Linked DNA regions of Mus musculus: region 1 is linked to region 2. Evidence: chromatin contacts called from public Hi-C data. All regions are on one chromosome and are shown on one strand. Each heading gives the region's core, a stretch centred on a gene start, on an enhancer-like site or on the middle of the called end of the contact. The rest is flanking DNA. Distances are from core to core; before and after follow the strand shown. Region 1 overlaps Ulk4 (unc-51-like kinase 4). Region 2 has its middle 64 kb from the start of Gm39459.

Region 1 (2,700 bases), core at 91-2,590, 250 kb after region 2:
TTGAGCTGTGAGCTGAAATAAACCCTTTCTTCCTCAAGTGGTTTTGGTCAGAGTCTTTTATGGCACAGCACCTTAGGGCTCAGACCACCTTAAAGGCCACTGCAAATGGAAAGTCATCGACACAGTTCTCACAGTAAAGACAAATCCAGCACTCCTCCTTATTCATATCCAGTACAATTCCTGCAGGCCAGTCACACACTCAGTCATGGCTCAGGACAGGCATGGGAACCAGCTGGATGGCACATGCCTCCTAACCCTGCTCTGGGGACAGTCTTAAGGAGACCTGACTATCTAGGTTGGCTCCTGACAGCCTCTATCTGGGTCCCTTTGACTTGGGACAGCTTGAACTCATGTTCCCTCTAGCCTGTATTTGGCAGCATGAAATGTGTCTACCTACCACCACCTGCCCTTTGTGGCCCTGGGGTAAAGCAGCCAGTGTCACTACTTTTGACTCCCATAGCATAAAGTCAGCTGGAGGGTACCTTTACCTCCTTTATAACTGGGCTCTAGGAAAGGCCACGCCAGCCTTTCCCACCCACTGGCACCTCATCCAGCCTGCACAGAACTCCGATTTCCTTGCACGTGGTTTCTCATTGGAGGAGTCTCTCTACAGAATTCAGGGCCCAAGGCACCAGGCTCTATCTCTTGATGGAACAGCATCCTTTTTCTTTATGTTCTTCTTTCCCCACAGCGGCACTCCCAAAGCCACACAACCTTTCTGAAGAGTCAAATGTAGATCAGGTTGTCCATTTTGCCATTATTGATATGGACATAAATGTACCAGGCTATATCCTAGTGTATTTCCCATACTCATGGTATGTACTTCATTTAACACTACACTATGATAAATGTTATCTGTGAAAGCCATTTCTCCACAAGCACAACTCATGCCCATGTTTCATGCAAGCTCACTATTCATCAAATTTACCTCCCCGCTCTTCACACAGACTGATAGTAACAGAGCTGTCTTTCTCTGTCACCAACAAGGGCGGCACAGTCCACACCTGTTGTTTCTGGCTTTGTTTTGCTTGATTTCTGAGTAACTGGCCTTTCTAAGAATGAGGGGGGAAAATGTCTAGAAGGGGCACAGCCTGAGATAATGGCCATGGCTGTCCCTTTCCTCTGATTTGCCTCCTGGTAACCACCTGGTCTCAGAAACTACTGACTGCCCACCCTGCAAAGTGGTACTGGAAAGCCCAGCCAATGCTGTTTTTAAAGAAACTTCATTTTGTGTGAGACCAGGGGCTAAACTCCAATTTCAGGAAGAAAACCACAAAGCCCACTTGAACAAACATTGCAACAGTAGGGTCAAGGTACACAGAGATAACCTAAGACACCCTGCAGAGAATAGATAACTTAGCCATCCTGTGTGTCAGGTGGGTTTGCCCCCATGTAGGGTTCCTGCAGATTACACCAGAGATGCAGTTTTCAAAATATTAACTTGCTGACTCATATGAAAATTCTCCCAGCTTGCTGTAACCACAATAAAACCCTGTGCCCCTAGACTCAGGGCTCTCACTTCTGACCTGCTGCAATGGGATGGTGAGAGACCTTGCTCAGGAGTTCTTAATGAAGACCCTTATGTGTTTGCATCAGAATTGGCTCTTCTGGTGGTCTTTGGGGTCCCTGGGACTTGGGCATAATAGTTCAACTGCCACCATAGCTACAGAATCTCTATGCTGCCTGCCAAGGATGTACACAGTTCCCATGCCACATCCCAGGGCACCGAGAACCAGCCTGACCGTAGTATTTACTGTTCAAATGAGAAAAGACTTAGGGTTCAGAAGAGAAAGAAAGCCTCAAACACCAGTCAAGTTTGGGCGGTCCTACAGAGATTATAGCCACACTCCTGCGAGGTTCCTTTTACACTACAAAGGCTAGCTACCCCAATCCCCACCCCTACTTCCTTCCATGTCTTCTACCCCACTTTCACGCCTTCCCCCACTTCCTTGCCTTCCCCGACCTGACTTCCTTGTCTTCCCCTACCCCACTTCTTTGTCTTCCCCCACCCCACTTCCTTGTTTCCCCCACCCCAATTCCTTGTCTTCCCCCACCCCACTTCCTTGTCTTCCCCCACCCCACTTCCTTGTACAGTGTGTGCTGTAGACTGGAGCCATGGAGGGACACACACTCCTGGAAACTGAGTGACTTCCTTCCTTGTATCCCCTCTCTGGATACTTTCTTAATAGAGACTTTAAGGTAGAGAGGTCTTCACAGTCACCTTCCTTCTGTAGGAGAGCTGTCAAGACGGTTGTGTGTGGGATCATTTCAGAAGGTCTCAAACCCAAACGCATAATCAGCCTCGTGCTTCATGCAAACGAAATGCAGCGTGTCCCAGGGCACCATGGCATCTAATCACCGAAGAACTAGGACTCAGAGAGCAGCTGCCACCCGAATCCATAGCAGTCAGCCACAGGCCACAGGACGGCACCTCCCCGCTCGTCAGGCTACTTATAAATGTATAATGAATGATTTTGTATAAGAACATTACATTTTAATAGTTTCTGGGAATGACAGGATAGATTGTATAAATGTTTAACTAGCATTGTCCCGTAGTCCACGCTTTGTTTATCTCGTTACTGGGTATGTGGAAATGAAACGGCAAGCCGAAGATGTCATGAAAATCAGAGCAGAAGACTAGGGAACAGACGCCCTCCGCAAACCCTCCTCTAGCCCTACGGCGATCCAGCGGCTTCTTGC
Region 2 (2,700 bases), core at 76-2,575:
TGACATCTGGCTTCCTTATGCACATGCAGACACAAGCATGTGCTCCCGCACAGAGGTGCTCAAGCACCTACATACACATAACACCCGTGTGCACACGCGCACACGCAGAAGATCAGTGAAAGGAAGAGAGAGGCACAGCTGAGGCCTCCCGCTCTCCCCTTCTGCTGTTTGTGTTCCTGAGACTTGCTCATCTTGCCCTGCAACCCAGGGCCAGTTGGGAATCACCAGATCTCCTGTACAGCCTGCCACAACAGAGATGCTGTTGGGCCCTGGCCTGCTCCAGGAAGGAAGTTTAAGACCACTGCCCAAGCCATGCGTGGGCCTAGAGAATGTGTTTTAATCCGTAGTTTTAGAAGTAAATATCTGACCTCTAACAGAGAGAATAAATAAGAAAAACCAGACAGCACATGCTCCGTGCAGAATCACAGAGACCACGCCTCACATTTTAGCAATTAGAGGTGTTTTATCCACAAAGCATTTAAAAGATCTGCTCACGATGTCCAAGACGGTTCAAGCTCTTTAATCTCAGAGAGTAAACAAGATTGTTTTTAAGGGTGTGTGTGTGTGTGTTTCTTCTCTGTTTTAAAGTGATGAGAAAGGAGGCAGAGTGAGGGGAAGGGAGGGAGAGGAGGGAGGAGGAAAGGGGGAGGAGTGGAGAAAAGGAGAGGGAGAGGGGAAAATGTTCAGGGCTAGACCCCCGGATCCCATTAATGCCTAACAGCTGCAGACCCTGGTCGGCTCTCCTAGTGGCAGCTCCCCCTTTCAGAGATTGAAAACAGCACGTCCCCTTGAAGTCCACTGTGCTTTTCATTTGTGGTTTGAGAATTCCCTAAGGGCAGGGCTCAAACATTACGCCACACCCTCCACAAAATACAGCTCTGCCCGAAGGGTCTCTGCAAATGCTTGTGAGCAGGCTGCTCATTGGAAGCAGCAGACAGGGCAGCACAGTCCATAGGCCCCCTCTCCAGTGAACCAGCTCGCCTCTGACTCCCAAAGCATCCAGCTCCCCTTGATCCCACTCCTCGCCAAGGTGGCTTCAGTCCTGCTCAATGCTGTCCTTCCTTGCATTTGGTCTCTTGGCTCCACCTTACAGGAGCTTTCTTGGCCCTTCTACTTCCATGTTTGTTTTTCTGCTACTGGTACCTTGGCAGAGACTTCTAGAAGGCAACGGCTTGTATATATTTCTTTATTTGTCTAAGGTCTGTTTTCCCCAACACACTCTTTGAAGGGACAAAGTGTGCAAGCCGCTTGCACAGGATGGCCAGGGTAGAGACTAAGTTGGGTCCAATAACTGAGTGTCAAGAGAACCAGGCTAAATAAACACCAGCTTCTCACTTCCAGTTCAAGATCGTAAAGGGTACTCTGTCCAGGAGCCATGTGTCAGCCCTCTGATCATTCAGGGATGGCCACAAATCCCTAGGTTTAGAGGTTATAACATTTCAGACTGTGGCTTTCAGGGGCCAGAGGGGAAACAGCATCTGAACTACGTGTAAGTTCAAGTGGTCCTAGGGAGGGAGAGTAAGATGTGGCTGGTAGGGAGGAGGGGTTCTGGGGAGGGAGAGTAAGATGTGGCTGGTGGGGAGGAGGGGTTCTGGGGAGGGAGAGTAAGATGTGGCTGGTAGGGAGGAGGGGTTCTGGGGAGGGAGAGTAAGATGTGGCTGGTGGGGAGGGGCAGTACCTGTTCCCCCTGGGGAAGCCACAATCACTCTACCCCTCCTTCAGTTTTGATTTGTGAGCAATTGTTTTTCTCTACTATGGGGAATTTTCTCACATGATGGTCATGTGTTTCTGACCAGGAGGCTCCCAGGAGGCCAGTGTCTTGATGACATTCATCTTGTTCTCTCTCTCTCTCTCTCTCTCTCTCTCTCTCTGTGTGTGTGTGTGTGTGTGTGTGTGTGTGTGTGTGTGTGGTGGTGGTGGTGGTGGTGGTGGCCACAGGTGTGTCATTGCTAAGCAGCAGTTTGCTGAACTTTGGACTTTTGTGGAATCCAGACACTCTAAACCCCTTTGAGGACCAAGGAGCACAAACAAAGCATTAATCTTTGGGGCCCCATACTTGCTCAGTACAGACAGATGCAGGGCGGGGAGACTGCTAAGCCACACCTATTAGGGTGATTTCTGAGGTTCTCTCTTCAATTCTCCCTAGTGAGTTTGGCTTCTCAAAGAAAGAACAAACAACCCTCTCCTCACTTTCTTTTCTTTGCATGACAGGGCCATAGTTACTTTCTATCTCTGTGTTACAAAGCTGTAGCCAAAGGCCACTTAAGGGAGAGAGGATTTATTAGGGCTCAAGGTTTCAGAGGGGATGAGAATCTGTAAAAGCCAGAAGGCATGGTGGCAGGTGGCTGCTGCAGGAAGCAGAGAGATCACCTTTTCAAGGGCAAGCAAGCCTAAAGTGGAGAGTGTTGACTGGACGTGGAATGAGGCTATGAATTCTCAAAGCCTCCCCCCCGCCCCCCCCCCCCCGCCAGGGATGTACTTGCTCCAGCAAGGGTACAGCAACTCCTCAACTAGCGCCAGCAATTGGACCAAGTGTTCGAACACCTGAGCCCATGGAAGACACTTCTCCCTCAAACCATCACAAACAGGGATGAACTTAGCCCTCCTGCTTTCTGGGAAAGCACCAAGTCCTTTTGTATCTTTAAAACTTGAGACAGGTCTCAAATAATTTGCTTAGGTGAGTCTTAAACGCTATATACC

What was found. Hi-C and Micro-C count contacts between places; a contact is called where the count stands out from the background.
Region 1: a contact with region 2 is called in a Hi-C map of the G1E-ER4 cell line, with 2.3 times the contacts expected there. The contact joins two enhancer-like sites. A contact is called at or near these places in 2 of 484 Hi-C or Micro-C datasets (the G1E-ER4 cell line and cumulus cells) and 2 of 115 datasets of contacts at active chromatin or transcription factors (memory CD8 T cells and pancreatic cancer cells).

What each region holds. Positions count from the first base shown.
Region 1 is chr9:121,017,746-121,020,445 of GRCm38.p6, forward strand. All of the region lies in intron 35 of Ulk4 (unc-51-like kinase 4), which reads right to left. Among named protein-coding and RNA genes, the nearest start is that of Gm34945, 42 kb to the left of the region's middle. Within about 2 kb of position 1,341, at least 18 of the 459 cell types and tissues checked have an H3K27ac peak or open chromatin away from gene starts, as enhancers often do. A contact at or near this core is called in the G1E-ER4 cell line and memory CD8 T cells, where this site is marked.
Region 2 is chr9:120,769,051-120,771,750 of GRCm38.p6, forward strand. No RefSeq gene overlaps it. Among named protein-coding and RNA genes, the nearest start is that of Gm39459, 64 kb to the right of the region's middle. Within about 2 kb of position 1,326, at least 64 of the 459 cell types and tissues checked have an H3K27ac peak or open chromatin away from gene starts, as enhancers often do. A contact at or near this core is called in the G1E-ER4 cell line and memory CD8 T cells, where this site is marked.